3 separate regions of the Mus musculus genome follow, and regions 2 and 3 are each linked to region 1. Evidence: chromatin contacts called from public Hi-C and promoter capture Hi-C data. All regions are on one chromosome and are shown on one strand. Each heading gives the region's core, a stretch centred on a gene start, on an enhancer-like site or on the middle of the called end of the contact. The rest is flanking DNA. Distances are from core to core; before and after follow the strand shown. Region 1 holds the start of Mrpl44 (mitochondrial ribosomal protein L44). Region 2 holds the start of Kcne4 (potassium voltage-gated channel, Isk-related subfamily, gene 4). Region 3 overlaps Dock10 (dedicator of cytokinesis 10).

Region 1 (4,416 bases), core at 1,160-3,659:
CCTCCATGTCCTTTATATAGGCTGCCAGCGGAAAGTGAGGCACAGAGTAACAGTATATCTCCCCACCTCAAAACTCTGGGTTAGCAGCGAAAATTCTCATTTCAAGTAATTTAATTAAGAAAAAAAAAAAAACCCTCGAAAATGTGTCTGGTCATTTGAGTTTTAGTTAATACCATATGTAGTCAAGTTGACAACCAAGAGTATACTAGTTTTAAGTGATTACATCAGTGGAATGACAGCAAGCTGAATGCAGATGTTAATTCTGAGCTTCATGTGGGTCAAAAGTGGGAGAAACTACTTGAGACATTACAGGTTATTCTTATAGTTGTTGTTTCTGAGAGCCTCAGCACATAGAGACATCACTTTAACTGAAGGGACTCTGGCAGCCTGGCTCTGGTAGGCCTTGTCCTTCTTTTCCATTCCCTCTGCCTTGCTAAAAACCATTAGACTACATTCCTAAAGCTAGCCACCAAGGTCTATTCCTTTACTTGGTCACTTCCTCCTCCTAAGGCTGACTGCCAGAGTCCAGCTATGTAAGTATTGAAGGCCAGCAATCATTAGCCCCCTTTGGCTCATCTAATTAAAATACCCAATCAAAATGTATCATCCATCCTAACATGACCCCCCTCTTTCTCTACTGTTTTTCTGCCAGAGTGAGAAAGCAGCCACCTTAACTTTCCTCCCCCACTTAATAAAGGATCTCTCTGTGAAAGCAGGTGTTTGGGTGTGGTTTGTTCCTAATCTGAGGTATGAAGGGGAACTCCCAATGTGTGTGGATCTCTTTCACTAACTTTATTAAGCTTGAGATTACTGTTAATCCCACAGATGTGAGGAAAAAGACCCCTAGCTCAAATCATGATGGCCAAATTAATTAAAGAAAGCAATTGATTAAAACAAACCTCTAAAGTTTGTGTACATTGGCTGTCTCTCAATACAGGTGGGGTTCAAGAGATCCTCATTAGATCTAGGGAAGATAAGGTTTTTTTGTCGTCCAAGAGTAGGGGGTTTCCAAATGGAGGATTTGACAGGCAAATAGGCAGAGTTACAGAAGCAGAAAACGAGCATAAGAAGTTGGTAAAACACATGAAACTGAAGAAGAACGAAGACCAAAGTGTGGACACTTTGCGCCTTCTTAGAATTGGAAACAATCACCCATGGAAGGAGTTACAGAGACAAAGTTTGGAGCTGAGACAAAAGGATGGACCATCTAGAGACTGCCATATCCAGGGATCCATCCCATAATTAGCCTCCAAACGATGACACCATTGCATACACTAGCAAGCGTTTACTGAAAGGACCCTGATATAGCTGTCCCTTGTGAGACTAGGCCGGGGCCTAGCAAACACAGAAGTGGATGCTCACAGTCAGCTATTGGATGGATCACAGGGCCTCCAATGGAGGAGCTAGAGAAAGTATCCAAGGAGCTAAAGAGATCTGCAACCCTATCAGAGGAACAACATTATGAACTAACCAGTACCCCAGAGCTCTTGACTCTAGCTGCATATGCATCAAAAGATGACCTAGTCGGCCATCACTGGAAAGCGAGGCCCATTGGTCAGGCAAACGTTATATGCCCCAGTACAGGGGAACGCCAGGGCCAAAAAATGGGAATGGGTGGGTAGGGGAGTGGGGGGGGGGAGGGAGTGGGGGGACTTTTGGGATAGCATTGTAAATGTAATTGAAGAAAATACATAATAATAATAAAAAAAGAGAAAAAAAATGAACAAGCTGTTTGTGAAAGCAGGCACAAAGACCCTGGAGTCTAACTGGGTGAGTGCAGGGGAATTGTTTCCCTTGTATAAGAACCATACAGGTGCCTCTCAAGGAAAAGATGTTCACCATAAAAACTATGGGAAAAGAAGCAGAGACACTTCCATTTCTGACTTCAGGTCTTTTACTCATATTTTGTTAGGAAAGCTTCAAACGTTGATACAGATTTTTAAAAAAAAAACTTGTAATTTCACTGTTAATATTTTTATGTACCCCTCCTGGTCCCGAGTCTTCCCCTGTGGGAGGGGGGTAGGGTGGGAGGAAAGTAGTTGTTTTAAAATACAAACTTTAATTTTGGTTAAGTTAAACACACTTCTGAACGTGCTTTTGTAAGCGAGACTTTTTGGAAACGGTTGGGTGAAGCCTTAAACTTTGAAAACATTTCCTCAGTAGTGGCTGGAATGATGGTCTGCAACTTTTAAGACTGAATGTAAACAAGAAATGTTTTTCTTGTGAAAATTTAAGTGTTTTATTTAGAACTTTAAAAACTAGTTTTTGTTCTGCTTTAATGAGAAATAAACACAAGCGAGACTGATAGGGTCAAGCAACTGTTTCTCAACAATTTCTGCACCCATACTTACAGAATGGGCAGAAAGAAGCACTTGCGCACGCGCAGTACACTAGCCATGCTCCCTCTTCGGTGTCCTCCAGCGTTCAGGCCTCTCTCTGCTGCTGCACCAGTTTCCGGGGAACCGCGTTCGGGCTACACCGCTCCGGCTGTCTTCCTTCCGCCTCCTATTGCCTTGTTCTTGCCATGGCTTCTGCTGTATTCCGGTTGCTGCAGCAGGGCCCTCGCCGCCTATTGGCTCCGGCCGTCCCCACGCTGGCTCCTCCGGTTCGGGGAGTGAAGAAGGGATTCCGTGCCGCCTTCCGCTTCCAGAAAGAGCTGGAGCGATGGCGCCTGCTACGCTGCCCGCCGCCGCCAGTGCGACGGTAGGCGTCTCGGGAGGGTGGAGAGGCTAAGGTGGCGGCGAGGACACCAGGCTGCAGGCAACTGCGGTGGGCACGTTCCTGCAGGCAGCATGGGGCAGAGGAACTGGGCGACAGGGGCTGGGCTGTCCCCTGCAGAATCTCACTAGCTGAATATAAGCAAATGGGGTCGACCAGAGGGTAACTGCTTGGGATTGGGATTGACCCAATTTTGTCACTTCCTAATCTCAGGCCAATTGGGTATTTTAAAGAGGAATAGGGTCATCAATTCTACCATATTGCGTACCAGGGTAGAAACATTTAATTCTGTGTGTAACAGAATTTCATGTCCACTGCCTGGAGTGAGGATAAAAGTTTAGGTTTTTTATCTAATTAATCTTCTTGCCTGGGGGCGGGGGGGGGGGTTGTCGGACAAATCAAAACAGCCAACAACAACAACAACCTCAACAAAAACCCCACAGATTTTTCTAAAGTGCATCATGCTTATATACGATCCTGCATCATGCACTTTCTGTATACTCTGTCTTAGTGGGCAAAAGTACACGAAGATCAACTTCATTCTTACAGTTTCTTTGGCATTTGACTTCCGTTAGATTGTTAGAACACCAAAGAAGCAGGAACTGTCTCTAGTTAGCTAGTTATTCCTGAGCTGAGACTTTGATTACTATTTTAATATTGCCCTCCAGGAGAATATTAATCCCCTTTACACTAACACCAGTGAGAATACACCTTCTATTGCACAATTATTGTGGTTTAATAAGCAAGACTCAGAATCATGTCTTAATTTACATTCCCTTGCCCAATAGACAGGTGGGTATTTTAAGATTAATGAGTTAAAATTGGAAAAAACTATAGAAAACAAATTTAGATTTATGATTTTAAACTTAGATCTATTTTTCTTCTCTCTTTTAACTTTAAAGGATTTTATTGTGGCATTATTTTTCTCTAGGAAAAGACATTTAATTTTCTCTAGGAAAAGGCATTTAATTCTTGGAATTGTGTGTCTGTACAGTGTACCTGCACACACCAGGCCATTGTGTCAATTACCACTACCACTGAATTAGAACAGCCTCAACCCTCGCCTGTGGTTATGAAATTTTGACACACTCATAAGACTGATATTAACTTATGTAACTGGAAATTCAAGTGGACATTTCTGAGCTTTAAATAAATATATATAAACTAAACATAATTACTTTCAGTTTGTGGCCTGAATCTATATAGTTATAATTTGTTCATACTCAGGTAGAAAGCATAATGTCACTGTTAGAGCAGAAAGAGAGAACTTAAATACTAGCAGAGCAGCCTAATGTGATGTGAACAATCTGTTTAATATGGCAGTTAAGCCAAAGGGAAACCCCCACATCTTATATATAGACAGTAATGACGGACTGCCAGTGGTTATCTGTATTACCTTTTGTATTTAGACTGTTAGAATCCGACAATAAAAGAAACAAACTTCATTTCATTCCGTTATGTAGTAAAGTTAGAGCACACCTTACGTGGTACCATGCCCTCCTCCTTACTCTCTTACTGTCTGCCTCCTCAGCTCAGAGAAGCCAAACTGGGATTACCATGCGGAGGTACAAGCCTTTGGATCTCGCTTACAAGAAACCTTTTCGTTGGACCTTCTCAAAACTGCATTTATCAATAGCTGCTACATCAAAAGCGAAGAGGCGAAACGTCAGAGCCTTGGCATAGAGAAAGAAGCTGCTC
Region 2 (4,416 bases), core at 633-3,132, 960 kb before region 1:
GAACTGGCAGAGTGGTGAACCCAGATGTACTGATATGAGTGAAATTTCCTGGCATGAACAACCTTGGTGCTGGGGTCAGTGGCCGATCCCTCCGTGCCGGCTGGAGATTTACGGGGTGAGCACTGACCAAAGCATCTGGTGTGTTGTCCAGTGCTGTAAGTTACTGGTCCAACTCTTTTTCCCAGGATGCCTGTCAGAATTCACATCAGGCACAGAGCCAGACTCACAATGACAGTTCTAGCATCTGGATCGTATGTGCTGTATGCAGTCAGAGGGAAGTTTACATGTTTCTCCGTGCCTTCAGCTCAGTGTCAGTAGACCCATCAATGATGGTGTCTTTAAAGTTGTCATACATGCCAGCCCTGCTGCGGCTCCTTGGACAGAGGCTACTAGATGTAAAGGCTCCTTGCCAGTTTCCCTGGATTAGAATGACAGCCCTTTAGAGTAAACAGCCCAGCGAGCGAGCAAGTTCTTGGTGATTCTTCTCATGTCACGCATAGCAGCTTGTTTTGAACCTTGCTTGGTGGTTCGCTGAGAATACCTGTTTCTCCCATGACCTGTCTGAGATACCCAGAGATGTGTGGCACTCTTGTCTGGTGCTTCAGAGGCACTGCCATGTGAGGTAGAATGGAGCAAAACCTGCTCTCAGTAGCTCTCGCCAGCACATTTCCACTTAGTCCGGCTCACTAAAGAGAATCTGAAGATTTTTGTCTTCATACAAACTCTATCTTTGTAGCTCAGCTGACACAGAGCTCAGGCTCCCCTTGATTTGCCTCTCAATTGCTGCATTAGTGTTGCCCACCAATCTCTGGACAGAATCTGAAAGATTCTAAAAGAGATTGTAAGGACAATATTTGTGAGCATAATGTGAGCAAGTAGAAGCTTGCATTTTAAAGTAGTTAAGCTGAAACAAACCCAAAACTCATAAAGTTCTTAGAACTCTGTTTGCTGAGCAGTCCTGCCCCTCACTAGCCAACAGTTTTACTGCAGCAATACGAGGCCTGGGAAGGTTAAGGGAGGGTTTATCAAATTCACTCAATTAGTGGAAGAACGTAACACGGAAGCAATTGTTTCTTTTTTTTTCTTTTTAAAATATTTTTTATTAGGTATTTTCCTCATTTACATTTCCAATGCTATCCCAAAAGTCCCCCATACCCTCCCCCCCACTCCCCTATCCACCCACTCCCACTTTTTGGCCCTGGAGTTCCCCTGTACTGGGGCATATAAAGTTTGCATGACCAATGGGCCTCTCTTTCCAGTGACGGCCGGCTAGGCCATCTTTTTTGATACATATGCAGCTAGAGACAAGAGCTCCGGGGTACTGGTTAGTTCATAATGTTGTTCCACCTATAGGGTTGCAGTTCCCTTTAGCTCCTTGGGTACTTTCTCTAGCTCCTCCATTGGGGGCCCTGTTAATCTATCCAATAGCTGACTGTGAGCATCCACTTCTGTTTCTTGACTCTAAACCCTACCTTTGCTCCCCACTGTCTTTCATTCTAATGGTTTGGATTCCCCATGAAAACCTATTAGTAACATATCAACCAATCACTTTCCACAAGGAAAAGGAAACAAACTCAGTCAGTGAGAGTGGGCTTTGGGGTATCAGTTCAAATGCAGCACTTTTTTTTTCTCCCCTTTTCACACTTTGATTTTGGCCACCCAAAGCCTCTTGCTCTGAGCTGGGTTGGTCGGTCCGGGACAGGGAGCTCCTACTCCCCCCCTCCTTCTCTCTTCACAGCTGCAGAGTTCAGAGAGTTGAACTGCAGCGCTTTGAGTTTGCTGCTTGCTCAGCCACAGTCAACCTCTGTTGTAAATTTTCCTCCCGGAACACGTGACGATGCATTTCTTGACTATATATCCCAAGGACAGCAGCCGGGCTGTCAGAGCGCAGAGCCTGACAGAGAAGAGAAACATCCTCAGATTTGGCCGTTTAAGAGTTCCACACTTGGGACAAACTGTCAGCTTTTGGTAAGTTAGCAAGACTCCTTGTCTTCGGAGACATGCAAGGGGGAATAGTTCTATTAATAGAGAAAGTTTTCTTTCTTTCTTTTTTATGTAAGGAAACTTTGTTTTGGAAGTTGAAGCTTTTGAAACAAAATGTAAAGTTTGCTTCTGCCGTGCCAGCTAAAGCATGCCTTTCAATTTTAAGATGCTTTCCCCCCATGAATCCTTATATGGTCTATAATGTTCAAAGTATAGAGCTAATGCATAGTTATTTTCTGAAATGTAAATAAAGTGTATAATCTATCCATCCATCCATCTATCTATCTATCTATCTATCTATCTATCTATCTACCTACCTATCGATCACCTGTCTGTCTATCACCGATTTTTCTATCTGGTGAACATTTTTCTCATTTTTTCCTCCTTTCCCTCCCCTAATTTCTCTTACTTGCTCCAAGCTCTCTGAGCTAACCCGTTGACTGCTTGGTGAGATGCCTTACGTTCAGCTCTTTCTTTCATTCCTGTTCTTAATCAAAATAGGTGTATTTTGATCTATTGCAATTTCACGAGCCATGTGCTTGCCTTCTGCCTGTCCCATGGATCCAGGTGGAAGGTTTAACTTGCGGCTCTCTCCCCAGATCCCGGCTGTGTGAGCGGCAATTCAATGCTGAGGATGGAGCCTCTGAACAGCACATACCCCAGCGCTGCAGCCTCCAGCAGCCCCCTCGAGTCCCATGTGCCTAGTAACAGCAGTGGTAATGGCAATGAATACTTCTATATTTTGGTCGTTATGTCCTTCTATGGCGTTTTCCTGATCGGAATCATGCTGGGCTACATGAAATCCAAGAGGCGGGAGAAGAAGTCCAGCCTTCTGCTGTTGTACAAAGACGAGGAGAGGCTGTGGGGGGAGGCTATGAAGCCGCTACCTATGATGTCCGGCTTGAGGTCAGGGCAGGTGCCCATGATGCTGAATATGCTGCAGGAGAGTGTGGCGCCGGCACTGTCCTGCACTCTTTGCTCGATGGAAGGGGACAGTGTGAGCTCCGAGTCCTCCTCTCCTGATGTGCACCTTCCCATCCAGGAGGAGGGGGCTGATGACGAGCTGGAGGAGACCTCCGAGACGCCTCTCAACGACAGCAGTGAAGGCTCTTCCGAGAACATCCACCAGAATTCCTAGCACCCACCAGGTGCTAGGAGGTAGCTCCGTAAGCTACACTTGACAGAGGGAAGACACTTGCCAAGTGCCGGGTTTCGCTTTTGCTCTGCGGCTGCCACATTGAACAGACTGAGGGCAAGCTCCAAAATGGGGCAGGGAGAGACAAGGCTCAGCTGCAGTCCTTGAGGTTCCTGTGGGACTCATCTCTGAAAAAGTCCCAGAGACATACAGCATGACCATTGACTCTGGGGCCTGGGTGGTGGTGGGTCTGTGGTCAGCATCTGGCTGGATAATGTGGTGTTTTTTCACTGGAGGCCCTGGGTAACTTCTGCAGCATCTGTCTGTGCCCAGGGCTGACAACTGCCCAGGGCAGGCTGAAGGACTCGTTTCGATTTGCTAATTTTCCTAGAGCTTTGTTCTTCTAGATCTGATGGGCTGTAAGTATCTTTAATGTGTGCCTGTGGCATTCGATTAGAGACAGTTATATATTTCACTTGGAGGTGGGAGAAAGCTGAAGAGAGAACCCAGATTGTTTGCACAATGCAAAGGGAGAAGGTAATTCGTACACATGTCTGAATTAGCTGGGAGTATAAGCTATGACCTCATCTGAGCTTTTGTCTCACCTGTGAGCTTGAACTCTACAGCATTGCAGGTGAGCATGGCTTTCTTTGCCAGTCAGCTTCCTCATAACCAAGCCTGCATTCGGGATGGCTGTTCATGGTGGTCCTCCTGACCTTCACAGATTGGGTAATGGTGGGGTTATACAAGGCCAAATCATTGACAGCTCTGCTGCAGCTCTTTTTCCCAGCCTAGTTTTCTGAGGCCAGAAAGGACACATGTGGGCCTCATAATATGGGGTTTTGTCACGTAGCTGGACCCTGGAAGGGCATACTTAGGCGAGATCGAGCAGAGCTGGGGTTCAAGCAATGTGCTTCCTGGTCTGAGCCCTGACACTCATTCACTGTGAGGTTCTGGGCATGTCATCACAAGATTCTGCCTACATGAGGCTCCTGAGGCTGTGCAGCCCCAGGGGGCTGGGAGGACATCTTTAGACTTTGTACTGTGTGATAAATCCTCCACAGCCTGGTGTGAGGAAGTTTGGAGCAAGTATTTCCCCTTTGGCCGCTTAGTCTGGAGAAAGATGTGTTGACTTAAAGACACAGTTGGAGACTTTGGATATGTGTAGCTGGGGAATTCGAGGCTGGATCATCGGCCTTCCTTACTGTGGCTTTCCCAGGATGCGACTGAAGAAGCTGGCAGCATAGTTTCCTCTGCAGAGTCGTGTGGATGGGAGGATGTTAACACACCCAACCGAG
Region 3 (4,416 bases), core at 894-3,393, 880 kb after region 1:
ACAACTTTCCCTCTGCCTCAGTGGCTCTGAGCTCCTTTCTGTTCTTTCTATATCCTGCTTCCAGTGCCCTTCTGAGTGTGAGTAGATTTTGAATTCTTGACATTAAGGAATTCAATCTGTAATACCAAGAGCCATACCTGCAACAGAGGCCTATCACCTCCCAAGCTTATTTGGATGTGAATGCTCGTGTACAACTCTTGCAGCCAATGACTTCTGCTTTTTGGAATACAGGAATTCAATAGTTGTGCATTACTGATACATCCCAATATCATTTCATACTGTGAAAAATGTGCCCTTGGTGTCATGGGCATCGGGTAAGAGAGGTTCCAGTAACACTTTTTGGCTTTCCAAGGTCATCCATGAAGAGCAGCTGTAACTTCTAATTTCCTACCAGGATAAACTCACCCGACCATCACTTTCCTAAGAGAGATACAAAAGAAGAGTATATGGCCGCTTTGCTTTCAGTGCTGACAGCCACAAGCTATAATTTTGCTCTCCACAAGAGCTACCTCTTTGTTCTGGGAGTGCTGGCAGATCTCTTTGGTTTATAAAAGCATCTGGAAGCTATGCCCGGGCTCAGGTCACTTTGTTTTGTTCTATGATTTTCATCTCAGGAGACCAATTTGGGGTGACTCTTATATTAAGACTACTTCATGCAGGTTTGCTTACAGAAAAAAAAACACAGCTACATCAAAATACTTAATAATAGTAACAATAGCTACTATCATAATGAGTTTACCATACATGGTCAATGTCATGGGCTATGATACACATTAAAACTGTCTCTCATTGAGAACGTATCTTAATTCTAGAAGAGATCATCACAGTTGAGCATTTTTCTCCAAACAGATGATCCATGGAGTCTGAAAACTGTGCAACCTAACCAGTAAATTGATGGAGGGGTTGGAATTTCAGTCCAGTTCACCTTGAAGACTCTGTCAACAATTGGGATTTTCAAAGGCCAAAATGTCAAAATTTATTTTCCTGTCGGAAAGATTCTAGAATAGATCTATAATTTTGGGTACTATTGCTGCTCACTTAGCAATTTTTTTTTAAAACAGTGTAGAGAATTAGAGGTCTGAACAGTGGCAAGAGGCCACTGGGTCCCTCAGGAAAGAGATTGTCAGGAATAGAAGACAAGAAATTATTTCTAGGAGTGCAAAGAAGAGAAGAGACAATGAAAATGTAGACTCAGGATTTCTGCAGTGAAGACGGATAATACCATGAAGAGCCACATTAGAAATTGCCACTAAGTGAGGGAATCTTGTATGTGTGTGTATGTATGGAGTATGGACATGCCCATGTAGGTATGTATATGTAAGCATGAGGGTGTGTGTGTGTGTGTGTGTGTGTGTGTGTGTGTGTGTGTTTGAGTACACAAGTACACACATACATTTGGAGGCAAGTAGTCAATATCAGGTGTCTTCGTCAACTGCTCTGTTTGAAAGAGTGTCTTTCCCTGAACCCCAAGGTCACCAAGCTGGCTCAATGAGCTCCAGTCTCTACTGCCACCATAACCTGGGTACTTACACTTACACGGTAAGCACTTTACTCGCTGAGGCATATGCCCAGCCCTTAAGGGAATCTTAAAAAAATTTTTTTCATATGATGAAGGATGTGGGATCATGACCTTGCTTCCCATGTGCTATGACCCCTCTCCTCTAACAAATGCCCATAGCGCACTCCAATAGACAGGAGCTTCTTTCCTGCATTATTTCTTGTCTTTCCCACAACAGTCAACCTTGAGGAAATGCTATTTATCCTGTTATGTTAATAGGCTCCCCTCCCAATCAATTCGGAGCCAGCCCTTCTGCAGCTCCCTGGCACCTATTTACCTTCCCTATTTCTGCCATCTATTTAGATTCCTCTATTTTGCCTTCACATACGCTCTTAGGTTGCATCAAGTTTCAAAGCACACTTCTCCTTTTTTGTGTGTGGACTGACTGAGTTCAGAAGTCCTGATCACTCCTGCTTCTTTGTTTTTTCTCAAAGTATCCTTTTGCAAATTTCATCCTGGCAATCCAGATTTGTTTTAATTCTGCTCCAGTCTCTTTACTTATTCGCCAAGCATCACCCTGTCCAATGATAGGGTGCTTGACTAATATGTGCAAGGCCTTGGGGTTGATCCCCAGTGCCACAAGAAAATGGAAGAAAAGCATTAGCACGTCTCTCCTGGGACTTCAGTTTGTACTTCCTTTTTGCTAACTAGCTCCTTACACAGAGGCCTAAATAGATTCCCCACTCTAATTGTTCCTTGCAATAAGCAGTAAGAGAAAAGGAGGGTCCATGACCAGGGAGGAGATGACTCACATTAGCCTACGAGTTATCCTTCGTAAGTACTCTAAAGCTCACCAGAATGAAAGCACAATAATGCAATGTACCATGATGAATGTAGGAAATCAGTGGATATCTCTCCAATTAGTGTCTTTGCCTATAGATTTCAGTTCCTAAAGTGCTCTCAGGCAACATTCCTAGGGAGAGGACAAACCGTCGTGCATACCCAAGCTATGCCAAACACTCAGAAATCATGCAGATTCATAATCCACAGGCCAGGAGCAATTTTAAAACAATAAATCATGGTTATTTTTAAAACTTCCACATTTGCTTCTGACTATACAGATGACAGACATAATAAGTGAAATTAATCATGAATTTGATCTTTCCAAATTAGACCATGAAACTGACAAAGGAAATGATAGTTTCATTAAGACTTCTTATATAGTAGATATCATATTAAGTAATCTTGATTAAAAGCTAAAAATAAACATACAAATGCAGCTTATGAGAAAATTATCAACCGAAGGGCAGCACACATACGATTCAAGGATGTAGGTTGACAGTGATGTTGCAATAAGTTTCATTTCTCCTGAACATTTCTCACAACACAGTACTGTCTAACCCAGTGGTTCTCAGCCCTCATGTTGGAACCTTTTAATAGAGTTCCTCAGTTTGTAGTGATCCCCCCAACACTATAAAATTATTTTCATTGCTACTTCATAATTGTATTTCTGCTACTGTTATGAATCATATTTTATATATCTAATATGCAGGATATCTGATATGTGACTCCTGTGAAAGGGTCCTTATCCCCCCAAGGGGTCATGACCCACAGGTACACTTCCTATGGTAACACAGACCCAAATATATGAAGTTGATTCTTGGTCAATGCATCTGGAAATTGTGAAAATAAGCTAATAATTTAAAAAATTAATTTAAAAAAATTTAAAAAATAATTTAAAAAATCCAATAGAGTCAATTACACAACTTTAACTAAATGTTGAAAGACGCAGAGTACACAAAAACTGAAAGGACACAGTTTGAAAAACATATAAGTCCTAGTTCTTCGTAAGTATTCTTGATTAATATGAAATTGAGCTAACTTTAAACTTGCCTCAGAGCAAAGATTGAATGTGGTGCCAATGCTCACATGATCATTACAAAGGAAAAAAATAAAAGAAAGAAAGAAATTGTGGAAATTACATCCAATTATCATCTTCCTTTCACTGTAATGTATAACAATAGTTAAGAGAATTTAAAGTCATCCCTTTTTTTTTCTTTTTTCTTTTTTTTTAAAATTCCCTAGCATGACATAAGTCTTCATGCAGGAATCCTGTCACTTGATTTGCGCCTTCTTTACCACCTCTTCAGGAGGCTCTGATGGCATTTACTGTTTCGAAGCTGAGATAAATGTTCAGTGGAAAGTTCCATTTGGGTGGGCTTCTACTAACCTGGGAATACACAGAAAAGGAGACGACTCATGCTTTTTGAGGCAAGCCCCACCTTATCCACACAGAATCTTGTGAACCTGGAGCACCAGTGAATCAACACATCCCAGATTTGTATTTACTGAGGAACCGTGTTACCAAACTTGCTTCTTAGATCATGACGGAAGCCCCTGTACCTCTGTGGCTTCAACTGAGTCACAGAGAGGAAGCCTGCACCACAGTTGTGTCCCCCTTCCCCCTTGCCCTTGGAAACAGCAATACTGAAAAATAATAATTTTACCTTTTTTTTTCATCTTTCAAACTATGCTCAGAAGGTACACATGTAATTCTAACACACGCTCTTAAGACAGACTGGGTGATAGGTGAACTTTTCTCAGAAGAGGAAACAGAAGTTTAGAGTGATTTAAATAATCTGCACATGAGTGCAGAGAGGGGAAAGAGTCGGAATGACCCGGAGGCACCCACCTCACGCGGCCTCCTCTAATTACTTATTTCATTTTCTTGGAGTCTGCTTTCCAAAATGAAAACCACATCTTAGGATAATACTTAAGGTTGGATTGGACAATTCTCTCCTCAGTAGAAGAGAAAGCCTGTGGAAATAGATATCCCTATCCTAGGCTGACCAAAACCAAGCAACTGTAGCAGGAAACTCCCTAGTGCCTTCCACAGAAGAAAGCTAATCACTGTATGA

Evidence for each region. Promoter capture Hi-C pulls out the DNA fragments that hold promoters and counts their contacts. A called contact is a pair of places that touch in the nucleus more often than the background predicts.
Region 2: a promoter capture Hi-C map of stem cell-derived epiblast-like cells shows a contact between it and region 1, with 4 times the contacts expected there. The contact joins the promoter of Kcne4 here to the promoter of Mrpl44 in region 1. A contact is called at or near these places in 11 of 39 promoter capture datasets (the 3T3-L1 cell line, 3T3-L1-derived adipocytes, cranial neural crest and 6 more), 1 of 484 Hi-C or Micro-C datasets (uterus) and 1 of 115 datasets of contacts at active chromatin or transcription factors (astrocytes).
Region 3: a Hi-C map of B cells shows a contact between it and region 1, with 10 read pairs. The contact joins the enhancer-like site here to the promoter of Mrpl44 in region 1. A contact is called at or near these places in 2 of 484 Hi-C or Micro-C datasets (B cells and bone marrow-derived macrophages) and 3 of 115 datasets of contacts at active chromatin or transcription factors (bone marrow-derived macrophages, memory CD8 T cells and microglia).

What each region holds. Positions count from the first base shown.
Region 1 is chr1:79,773,609-79,778,024 of GRCm38.p6, forward strand. It overlaps Mrpl44 (mitochondrial ribosomal protein L44), which reads left to right and starts at 2,410. Exons shown (of 4, transcript NM_001081210.1): 1 at 2,410-2,703; 2 at 4,250-4,416. The coding sequence starts at 2,525. It also overlaps a transcript of Wdfy1 not described here.
Region 2 is chr1:78,815,029-78,819,444 of GRCm38.p6, forward strand. It overlaps Kcne4 (potassium voltage-gated channel, Isk-related subfamily, gene 4), which reads left to right and starts at 1,883. Exons shown (of 2, transcript NM_021342.2): 1 at 1,883-1,968; 2 at 2,583-4,416. The coding sequence starts at 2,609. The coding sequence ends at 3,121. The region is part of intron 3 of Gm29536 (predicted gene 29536); the gene reads right to left.
Region 3 is chr1:80,657,763-80,662,178 of GRCm38.p6, forward strand. The region is part of intron 1 of Dock10 (dedicator of cytokinesis 10); the gene reads right to left. Among named protein-coding and RNA genes, the nearest start is that of Dock10, 99 kb to the right of the region's middle. Within about 2 kb of position 2,144, at least 61 of the 459 cell types and tissues checked have an H3K27ac peak or open chromatin away from gene starts, as enhancers often do. A contact at or near this core is called in B cells, bone marrow-derived macrophages and microglia, where this site is marked.